2 separate regions of the Capsicum annuum genome follow, and region 1 is linked to region 2. Evidence: chromatin contacts called from public Hi-C data. All regions are on one chromosome and are shown on one strand. The core of a region is the stretch at or near the end of the contact, and the rest is flanking DNA. Distances in the headings are between cores, read along the strand shown. Region 1 holds the start of LOC107852496 (putative E3 ubiquitin-protein ligase LIN-1). Region 2 holds the start of LOC107852495 (protein kinase STUNTED).

Evidence for each region. A called contact is a pair of places that touch in the nucleus more often than the background predicts.
Region 1: a contact with region 2 is called in a Hi-C map of leaf, with 3 times the contacts expected there. The contact joins the promoter of LOC107852496 here to the promoter of LOC107852495 in region 2. A contact is called at or near these places in 2 of 5 Hi-C or Micro-C datasets (leaf and placenta).

Annotation. Positions count from the first base shown.
Region 1 is chr4:162,592,932-162,598,920 of UCD10Xv1.1, forward strand. It overlaps LOC107852496 (putative E3 ubiquitin-protein ligase LIN-1), which reads left to right and starts at 2,044. Exons shown (of 17, transcript XM_016697534.2): 1 at 2,044-2,280; 2 at 5,839-5,989. The coding sequence starts at 5,925.
Region 2 is chr4:162,325,238-162,331,121 of UCD10Xv1.1, forward strand. LOC107852495 (protein kinase STUNTED) reads left to right here and starts at 1,541. Exons shown (of 10, transcript XM_016697531.2): 1 at 1,541-1,992; 2 at 2,777-2,874; 3 at 3,264-3,507; 4 at 3,604-4,335; 5 at 4,422-4,670; 6 at 4,848-5,011; 7 at 5,104-5,183; 8 at 5,742-5,884. The coding sequence starts at 1,815.

The DNA of each region.
Region 1 (5,989 bases), core at 794-3,293, 270 kb after region 2:
TAAAAGTTTTAACTTCGGAGAAAATCGAGCGACACAATTAATGGAGATTAATGGAGAAGAAAAAGAAGAAGAAGAAGAAGAAGGAAGTAGAATAAGAAACGAAGGAAGAAGATGGAAAATGAAGAAAAAAAATGAAGAAGATGGCAAATGAAGAAGGTGAAATGAAGGAAGAAGATGAAAAATGAAGAAAAAGAAATCTAAAATACAAAATTTTAAAAGTGGATCCTTTTTATTACACGTGAAACATTTTAATTCGCTGGTTCAATTTTTTTTTTCCATTCACGCGCTTCAGGTGCGTGTAGACACGTAGGGTCAAAATTTTGATTAAAATGGTGCATTTACAATGGTTTAGGTAAGATTCGTGGGGTAATAGGTCGAAATTATAGTTTAAGTGTCTTTTTAAAAATTTCGGCCAATATCAGGGGGTAATTATGTATTTACTCTTATATTAAAGTGTGAAGGATCTCTGAAAAGTGATTTGACCTTTTTATATTTCATTAAAAATCTACTTAATATATGAAATTATTTAAATTTAAATAATCGAATGTTACACGTGTAAGACACGTATTGGTAAACTAGTATTTAAAAAAATCTGAGCTACATATATTTTACGGTGGGAACCGTGGAATAGATGCATTCCAAACAATGAAACCAAATACATTAGATGCCTTTTTGTCTCGTCGATCAGCCTAAACGAACAATCACTATTAAAACTATGAAAATACTACTATAACTATAATACATAAATACATATAATATGTTGACAATGTCAATAATATTGGAATTGGTTGATAATGTAGTCGTTTGGTCATGAAAACTAAAATTTTTCGAAGTTGGAGTTGAAATTGGGTTGGAGTTGTGTTTGGTCATGTTTTTTTTTGAATTTTTTTTTTGACTTTTGAAAAAAAAAATTTTAATATGATTTTGTGCCCTAACTTTTACAAACTATTAAAATCACTCAACTAAAATTTACTTACTATGGGAAAAGAACACAATTAGCCACTATTATAAAAATAATTACATATACATGATCATATTTAATGAATTTCAATTATGACATATATAATATTTACATTAATAGCCGTTTTCTCACATTTGAAAATTTTAAATATGGATGTTATATTAACAGATCATTGCTTCCTGTTTTTTAGATAACAAATATTATCTTTTAAACAAATTTTTTTTTTTGAAATTTATTTACTTCATTTTCTGTTCCTAAAAAATAGGAAATGATGAGTTGTTATTAAATTTTAGATTGCCGCTAATTTATTTTTTTAATTTTCTTATACATAAAGGATTTTACTGTGTGTGAATAAATTATTTTTATGTAAAACATGCTTTGCATATTTATGGTATATTATATCATATACCATAAATGTATAAATATGCTTAGTATGTTTCAATATACTTTGCATTTTTATATATGTGTGTATATAGTATATACATGGTATAAACTTCATATATAAAATACTTAGTATATTTATATTATAAATATGCTTAGTATGTTTCTTAATACTTTGTATATTTATATATGTGTATATGATATATACATGGTATAAACTTTATATATAACATATTTTGTATATTTCTATTATAAATATAATACTTTATATATTTATAGGTATAAATATAATACTTTATATATTTATGAGTATAAATATAAATTAGCAGTAAAATAATATCTTAAATATGAGAGAAAATTAAATAAGGGATAAAAATAATGATGAGAGAGAAAAAGAGATATATAATTAGGATATCATTAAGTTTGAAATTATAATTATCTTATTGTGTAAAACTGCTATATACGCAATATTGAAAAAATAATGTTATAAGGAGAGTTTTATGTAAAAATTTAAAAGATTGACGTTATATATAATAATAATAAAAGTTATAATTGGAGTTGAAAAATTGTGAAAACAACAAAAACCTGTTTTCCTTTTTCCGAATTTTTTTCCAAAATTATTTCTGAATTTTTATGATCAAACACCATAATTTCCAACTCCGAAAAAATTCCCTATATATATATCAGCGAGTAAAAGAAAAGTAAGTTATTCCGGCCGGCCGGCTGCTATTATAATATTAGTTTCATTTTTCTAGTCATAGCTTTCTGACTGTATCTAAAATTCCAATTGTAGATTTTGAGGATTTGGCTTAGTTAATTTCTAGAAACAGAAGACTAATATAATGAATATAAATCTTCTGATGAAGCTCTTGTCGTAATTAGCTTGTTCAGCAAGGTTTATTGCATGGATTGCTTATGATTAATCTCATCAAATTAAGGTACATATCTCTCTCTCACCCACACTAAATTCATGAAATGATATTCTTGAGTTTCTTGTTTAATCAACTTACATACACTGTCTTGTGTCAGTGTAAGTAACAGTAGTAACTTTTTGTACATCATCACTCTTCGGGTTACCATTAGTTACCATTCTAACTGATAATCTATCTTATTTTCCAACAGTAAAGACGAGACCTTGATAATTGGGTGAGCGAGATAAAACAAATAAGATTAATCCTGATGAGATATTGAGCCATGTTGATCTTAAATTATTGGTGTGGTTGGTACGAAGGAAAATGTTATTCATGAAAATAATTTTCTTGAAGATGTTTTTTCTAGGAAAATAAGTGAATTTCTAACTTATTTTTTTGTGTTTGGTAAGTAACAAAAATATCATTCTAAAAGTATTTGTATATGATCCACACAAATACTATGGAAGGTGGTAGTGTAGGCAGAGGGTGGGGTGATGGGGATGGATGCTATCGAGGTAGAGATGAAGATATGATGTGATGGAGAGTAAGGAGGACACGATCAATAATTTTCAGAAAAATAATTTTCAGAAAATCATTTTTCTTATTTTCAAGAAACATATTTTTTTAAATATTTTTTTTTTTTTTTAATTTTAACCAACTAAACATGAAAATAGTAGAAAATATTTTTCTAAAGTTGTTTTCCTTCCTACAGAACACACCCTAAGCATGACGGGATATTATATTAAGGCTGCATTTGTTTTTTTTTAAAGATTCGGACGTTTGAATCTGAATGCACATCTGAATGATTAAGATAGTGTCTCTAGATCTGAAAACTGAATAATTAAGACTGTTTGTTTTTCAACATATGAATGTACAAAAAATTTTTATTTGTATATATAATAAAATAAAAAATATAATTCAAATAAAAAACTAATTATATATCAAAAAAGTATGTAATTTAATACAACAAAATTATTATTTGATTGAAAAAAATTATTTATGTTTGTTAGTGATAGTGAAGATGGTTTATAATGATGGTTGCGGTGACAATGATTGATATTAGTGATTAGTAATGTTAGTGGTGATAGTAGTGATGGTTGATATTGTAGTGACTGTTATGACGGTGGCGATTGATAGTGGTGGTGGTGGTTGTGATGTGACGTTGCTTGATGTTAGTAGTTGGAAGTGTTGATTGTGATGGCTGAAAAATGAATGAATGATGGTTGACGATGTGTTGGTGCTAGTTGAAGATATTGTTAGTTGTGATTGTGGAGATGGTTGTTAGTAGAGATAAATTGTAGCGATGATAGTGATTGAAGTGATGGTAGAGGTCGCGTTATTAGTGACAATGGTGGTGGCCGCCGAAGAATGTGTGGAGATTGTGATGTATTAGTTGTAATTAGCGGTGGTGCTACTTGTGATAGATGAGTTGGTCGATAGTAGGGATTGACCGGTAGTCGTTGATGATGGTGGTGCTGTTGGCGGCGGTGGTGGCGTTAAATATAAGTATAATTATAATAATAGAGGTAGTAGGTGTGTTAGCGGTTGACAATAGTGGTTGATAACAATATTTGTTGTTGATGATGGTTGTGATGGTAGAGGTGGTTGACAATGATGGCGGTGACAGAGGTGGTGACTGGTGATTATGAATAGAATGACTGTGAATATTATCCAATACTAGAATATCTGTTCAGACCTATTAAGTCGTGATTCTATATCTGAATGATTAAGACCTATTCATACCTATTAAGAGCTAAAATCTTAATAAAAAACAAATGTATTTTATGGTCCGAAGTCTGAAACATTTTCAAACCTCCATTAAATGCAAACAAATGAGCCCAAGTTTATGAACCTTGAGGATAAGCGGTTTAAAAGGTCCCTACTTTATTGGTTTAAGACTAAGTGCTACAGTTAATTCTGGTATATATGATCCTGAAATTATAATTGATTACAATATTGTAATTAGTTCTTTCCAGTTTTTTGACAAATAAACAAGTAAAAACTTGAATTTTTGCTAAATATGCTTTTAAGGATGTTTTAATGAACTTATAATCGAACTCCTTATAACCTATTATTTCCTTTGATCTTCTTCTACCATTATATCCACAACTGCAGTACCAGAAGTGCGCTCAACTTTTTGAATCTACTAGTTTTAATTTTTCAGCGTTGATTATCTGCACTAGTCTCATCTAAAGGTGTCAAATGAGCGGATTTAATCAAATTTGAGCAAGTTTAAATGAGTTGAAATAATAAATGATTTTGACTGATTAGGCTAAAATGCGAGTCGTAACCCAATCCGTCTATTTTTATTAAGTTTTTAATTATTTTTTTAGTATACCTAATAAAACTTTTTTTTAATTATGACGATATAATAGCATATCAAATACTAAAATGTAATTTAAAAAATGTTTTGATAAGATTTTTCATGAGTCAATTTGAACAAAAATAACACCCCGATTTTATTGACTGAAATATATAAGTTAATAAATAAGTGGGGAAATAACTCGCCCAACTCCGCAAAATTGAGCAGGTATGCTTACGTGGACTAATTTTGCCACCTCCAGACTTTTTACCATCTGATGAGAGAGATGGGAGGTGATAGCAGAGACAAATAAACAGATGGAGGAATGAAACTAATGACATCAATTTTTTAAAAAATGTTACAATAAATTATGTCATCTGAAATGTCTATATTTATTTGTTTTTACAAAATAGTTGAAGAGTAGTATGAGAGTAGACACAAATTCCTTTCTCCAATTTTTTTTTAACTCACTTAGATAAGGAAAACAAAAAAATAACTATTGTCTTTTCTTTGCTATATATAGTTAAAAATATTGCTTTATTTATCTTTGGCTTTTCTATGTTGGAGATACAGTAAACTTAATATTAGTTGTAACTTGGGTAAGACAAATGCTATGCTATTTTGGAAAAACAACCTTTAACCAAACCTATTCCATTATATCCATTTCCATTATGTTAATTGTTAATTTTATTTTTTGTAAAGCATTAAAAGACATTGGTCCTAACCTTCATATAACTTTTAAACTCTAAACCATATTTGAAATATTTCTAGTAGTGAGTTTAGCTAACTACTCCTTTTATGAATTCAAGTTGTTTGACATTCTACCTGAATGTGGTTTGAGCAAAGTACTTGTTCTTATGCACTTGATACAGTCTTCAATGTTCTTTGAAGACACGAATTAGGATAGGTAACCATGTGTTGTCTTACTGTCCGTTCATATTAGTAGTCGTAGTATTGCTCCTGTTGTTTCTTGTCCTTCGATATCTGTTACTTGTTACTGTATGGTGTTTCTTGTACCCCAATATTATATTGTTTTGTTGTAGTTTCCATTCAGTTACTATATGTTATTTCTGTTGTTATCTATTGTTTCTTTTACTTCCTTTACTTCTTTTTCTTGAGCCGGGGTCAGAAACATCCTCTCTACCTCCGAGGTAGGGATAAGGTCTGCATACACTCTATCCTCCCTAGACTCCAATTTGTGTGACTGCACTTGATATGTTGTTGTTGGTAGCTTTTAGCTTTCTCAATCTCATGTTTCTGATTTTTCCTGTTTCCCTTGTTAGTTGAAGTATCTCGATGGCGTTCTATTAAATTGAAACTTCGAACTGTGACTATATGTTTGATTGGTGAGCTCCACTTTGGGTGAAAAATGGTTGGAAATTACAGATTTGAAATGGATCAGGAAGACATAGTTAGGTCCTTGATCACTTCTGT
Region 2 (5,884 bases), core at 291-2,790:
TACAAATATCAACAAATACATCAACAACAATTTAAGTATGATGCCCAAGAATTACTTTGGGTTAGAATAGGTATAACTTGAGAAGGAGGACAACATTTTAGTCCAGTAACTATGACAAACTCCTTCCAACCAAAATAAACAGGCATGCCATAGTAATTTATCCACACCTCATCCATCTTATCTTTGTTTTCTTACATAAACCTACACTTGAAAAATTAATATATCATTTTCATTTGGAAACAAGCATTGTTGTCCTCCAGCAAATCAAAAGGATAACAATAAATCAAACAAGCAACGATGAAGAATTCGAAGATGTTGTGGCTGGAAAGCAAGGCTGTCACGTCAAGTGAAGGTTGAAGTCGAAAAGAAACTCAAAGCCCAACTATTTGTAGTCGAATATTAAATTCGCGAGGATTGAAATGAGAAATTTGAAGAACAGTTGGTTGGAAAAGAGTTGAGAGAAGCTGTCTAGAGAGGGATGAGAGACAGGTTGATTTGAATTGAAGAGAGGAACTCGAAGCCCAACTATTTATCGTCGGAGGTAGAAGTCGCCGAGGGTTGAAGGGAGAAATTTTGCAGAACTGTCGGTTGGGAGAGAGAGGAGAGAAGCTGTCGAGAGAGAGGAGAGAGTGGTTGATTTGGATTGAAGAGGGTGTGGGTTGGGTTGATTTGTATTTTTGAAAAGATTAGAAAGTTTTGAAAATATTAATCAAGTCCACAATTAACTTAATCAAGTTTTCTAATGATGTTTGACCTTTAAGTTGGTCAATGTCATCAATCTTTCAATCAAAACTTAAAAGACATCTTTCCTTCAATTTTCTCTAGTTAGTAGATGAAGTTGAATTAATAGATTAATAAAAAATAAAATGGAAGGTAAGGAATATAAGTACACGTCTTAATTGGTTAAAAATATAAAATTAAAAGTCCAATAATAAATTAATAATTATTTAATATTTCATATTTTATTATTTTTAAAAATTAGTCAATAGAATGTAATTAAAGAAGATATTGATATTGTTCTTTTTATACTTCTAAAATCACTGTAATTGTGATTAGTTATTAACTATCAATTATTATTTCACTATTTATAATTATTTTTAATATTTCATTGTTTTTGAAATATATAAATGCTATACAAGAAAAACTCATTAATTTTATGTGAATAAGATATTCTATTAATAAATAATCTTAAAAGAATTCTCCGTACCTATACTATTATTTCTTTCATTTCATTTTGGTTAAATGCATTTCATTTTATATGATTATTAAGAATTTATAAAATAATTCTTTATTTATATTAATGGTATTCATTGAACCTAAAAATATTTATTAAAATTATAATTATTAATATAATATATTATTAATTATAAATATAAAAAAAATAATTATTAATTAATTACTTAATAATTTAATAATTAATTAATTAATATAGAGTAATATTTATTTTTAATAAAATGACCAACTAAATTGATTCTAAGGAGCAGCAGTAATAGTTGAGTTGCGTATTAATTTATGGGTGGCGGGCGGTTTAGCTTGTTGGTATTAAAGCTGCTAACCCCTCAAAGTGGACCAAACAAGAAACACCCAAGTCATCATTGTTACTTCAATTAATACTCCTAACTCTCACTTCTCTCTCTCTAACCATTTGTTCTCTCTATCTAACCTTGAAAACCAATCTACTCTACTACTACTCTTCTAACCAAAAAAAACCAAACGCTTAAATTTAGTCTTTTACTCCTCTTTATATATGAGTAGTTTTTTCAGTTTATCTCAATAATAATCTCAGCTCTCATAAAATCCCTTTGGCGCCAAAAATGACACAGTTACAATGTGTTCTTGCTGGGGGAGAAGGAGAAGGAGAAGATGGTAACAGAACAGTTATTGTTGGAGTAAAGATGGATGGTGCAAGTAGAGAGCTATTAACATGGGCTCTTGTCAAAGTTGCTCAACCTGGTGATCGTGTCATTGCTCTTCATGTTCTTAACAATAATGGTATCCGTTTTTCTGCCTATTCAAAATGGAAATATTTTCCTTTCGTAAAATTTTTTTCTTTTTTTCTGCTGCGACTTTTTGACACCCCTTTTTGTTTGTTTTCATTTTCTCCCCTTGAAACTAGAATTCTCAGATTGTTTTTCTGTAATTTATCCTGGAAAATGAAATGGTTTCTTCTGCTGGTTCCTTTTTTTTTTTTTTTTTTTTTAAAATTGGGTTTTCCCCCCACCTCTCTTTGGGACTTTTCTACAAAATCTCGTTTATTTTAGCTGAAATTGGGAAATTTGGAGTGAGCTTTTTTTCTTTCCTGAAAGCTGAAACTGAAAAAATTTCGTGTCATTTTCTCTGTATTTTTTTACCCTCCTTTTTTACAGTTTAAATTGGGAAGCAAGAATTATTGCTAATATTATTACTTTTCTCAAATTGGAAACTTGAAAATACTGTAACAAGAATTATTAATGCCTGAAATTTCTTTTCTTTCCAATAGAATGTTTTTTTTGTTGGAACTCTTTTGCCTCAGCTTCTAAAAGAAAGTTGTGTGTTTGTTTTCTTGTTTTGGTACATTCCCCTTTCCCTATCCCAGTACAATTTGTCATATTTTTGATGTGATGATGTGAATATTTGAATGAGAATTTTGTTCTTTTCTGGGGTTAACATAAAAATGTCGTGTCTTCTTTGAGTTGTCCAAGTAGGACTTTTCTGTTCTTATTTTCTTTTTTTCATTTTCTATTTCTTCTTTCCGTGCTATATTAAAGTTGTAAGGATTTTGATTATGTTGGCACAGAAATTGTAGATCGTGATGGGAAGTCCTCACTGTTATCGTTGGTCAAAGCATTTGACTCTGTTCTTGCAGTTTATGAAGGCTTCTGTAATCTGAAGCAGGTAAACCTTCTGAATTTCATTATTTTGCCCACAAGGTTAAGTGTTTTTATTTTTTGGTTTGGGGCTTAAGTTCAGACTTAAATTTTATGTCTAGGGAAAATATTTTATATTGATGAAAAACCATTCTCAAGTGTTCTATTTTCTTGTGGGGAGGGACGATGAATGGATTATGACATTGTTGGTGGATGGAAATATTGCGGCATTAATTTTTTGGTCCTTCTAATATGATCTCATAAAGATGGTCCTTTTTTTGGAAGGGGGGGGGGGGGGGATAAATAAGGATGGGAAATATGTTCTTACAGGCGTCATAAAGTGTTTTTGTCAGTTTGTTTCATATGGTTGATGTCTTGTTGGAGCGAAAGTTCGATATTTTTCTGTTATTATTGCAGGTGGATCTTAAGCTAAAGATCTGCAGAGGTACATCAATCCGAAAAATTATTGTTCGTGAGGCGAATTCTTACTTAGCAACAGATGTTATAGTCGGGGCTGCCAATCATACAATTCGATCATCAGCTTCAGTTGCAAAGTACTGTGCTAGAAAGTTGCCAAAAGATTGTTCAGTCTTGGCTGTTAATAATGGAAAAATTGTTTTTCAAAGGGAGGCCTCATTAGCATCGTATGCCAGTTCAAAAGGTTGACATTACATTTGTTTTTGGTTTATTGAGCAATATCTGTAATTCATAATTACTGACTTTCTAGCTTTGTTTGTTTTCCTGCTTCTGTATGTAGAACTTGAGCATCACCATGGGAATCGTTTGCTTAGTGTAATTCAGAGGACACTGACTAAGAACTCTAGAGCATTAAACGACAGCACCGGGTTGAGGCCAACAAATTCCTGCAGGCAAGATGGTTATCAGACTCTGGGTGAGGCATTACTGAAAGCTGCTTCTGCATCAGCAGAGAATTCCCTTCAACAGAACTGTTCAATCTGTTCACCAGGCAGTCCACTGCCTGATAATTCTTGTATCCAAACACATGAAGAGCCTTCAGACAATAACCATGATGATAATTCAATGGCGATAGTACCCGTGCAGAGGCAGGAGTCAGGTTCTAGTTCAATTACATTGCTGATCAAGGATTTGCCTGAAGTGAGACCTGGTTGGCCATTGCTTAGCCGAGTCATTTTATCAAATCAACAAGCTGCAGACACTTCATCAATAAGAAAACTCTCTGTTGTTCAGTGGGCATTGTGTCTGCCGAGTAGACATCTTTTGTGCATTGAGGATTCAGAGAAGAGAGATCAACAGTCTGCTGCTGATGAAACTCATGCTCCCGTGCTAGATGAAGAAAGTGGTGCAATTGTTCCTGTCAATCACGAGACAACATCCTCCAAATCGTCTCCGGACAATTCACCAAGAACCTTACCAAGAGAATTGGAGGGACTTCATGAGAAGTACTCTGCAACGTGTAGATTATTTAAATTCCAGGAACTTCTCTTAGCAACCTTGAGCTTTTCCTCAGGTTAGTGCTTTTCTCAGCTGCATATTCACAAAAAGACTCCAGAGTGCATATTTATAGTTGACTTACATTCATTTTCATGATTACAGAGAACATTATTGGTAAAGGAGGAAGCAGCCAGGTTTTCAAAGGCTGCCTTCCTGATGGCAAGGAACTGGCTGTGAAGATCTTAAAACAATCTGAAGATGCAGTGCGAGAGTTTGTTTTGGAAATTGAGATTATTATTGCCTTGAGTCACAAAAACATAATCTCCCTATTTGGATTCTGTTTTGAGGACAACCGCCTTCTCCTTGTATATGATTTTCTATCAAGGGGGAGCCTTGAAGAGAATCTACATGGTATGCTAATAGCATTTTCCAAAATATTGACTCTTTCCAATGAAGTTTCTACCATATCATCCTATACTTTGTGTTTTTAGAGGCAAAATATTGTCTAGAAGTAGAATTAGAGCTGTGAACAAATATAGAAGATTTTCAGGTCTTCAATCTTTTTGACTCAGGAGGTTGTTCATTTAGGTAATAATAAGGATCCACTTGTGTTTGGGTGGAAAGAGAGATACAAAGTCGCTGTTGGTGTTGCTGAAGCACTAGAATATCTTCATGGCAGAGATGATCAGCCAGTGATCCACCGTGATGTAAAATCATCAAATATACTACTGTGTGATGATTTTGAGCCGCAGGTACTCTTTTGCTGCTTCTTTCCTGTCATCTTTGGAATAAAGATTGCTACTTTGATCTAGCTAGTAGTTTAGTTGGCCTTTTCCTTTTTCAGCTCTCTGACTTCGGACTAGCTAAATGGGCAACAACCACCTCATCTCATATTACATGCACCGATGTAGCTGGAACCTTTGGGTATGTATTTTCTTTAGCTCTGTAGTCCTGTTCAAACTTCGAGAAACTTGGAGGGGCCGAGTGGAGAGGGAGAGTTGGTTAAGGGGAAATTCTTAATCTGGATACTGCTTTTGATGAAACTTTCATTTATCTTTTAGGGGTCTCACAATATCCTAGCCTCATAGAACAATCTCTTCTTGCTTTGCAATTTTTGGTCTCATACTCAGCATCTGCTGGGATAATATTTTTATCATATTTGGATGCTTCAAAATCCTACATTTAAACCCTACAATGGCAAAAAGAGAAGATGAAGCCGATTAGTTTCATGGCTCTGTTCGACTGTCTCCCACGTCCTTTAGGCGACACATACGGATGCCACTGCCAAAAGAAATGCCAAGCAAAAAGTTTTGTAAAAGAGTATAATTTGTATTGTAGGATTATTTGCTGAAACTAATCCTTGCCTGTAAGTTCTCATCATATAAAACAATGTGGACTTATTCAAAGAGAAATTGAATAGAAAATGTTTGATGTGTTATTCCCTTTATTGATTTTTTTGTGGTAAAATGTGTTTTGCTGCAGTTACTTGGCTCCTGAATATTTCATGTATGGAAAGGTTAATGACAAGATTGATGTATATGCATTTGGAGTAGTACTTCTTGAGCTTCTTTCAGGAAGAAAGCCCATAAGTAGCAATTGCCCGAAGGGTCAAGAGAGTCTGGTTA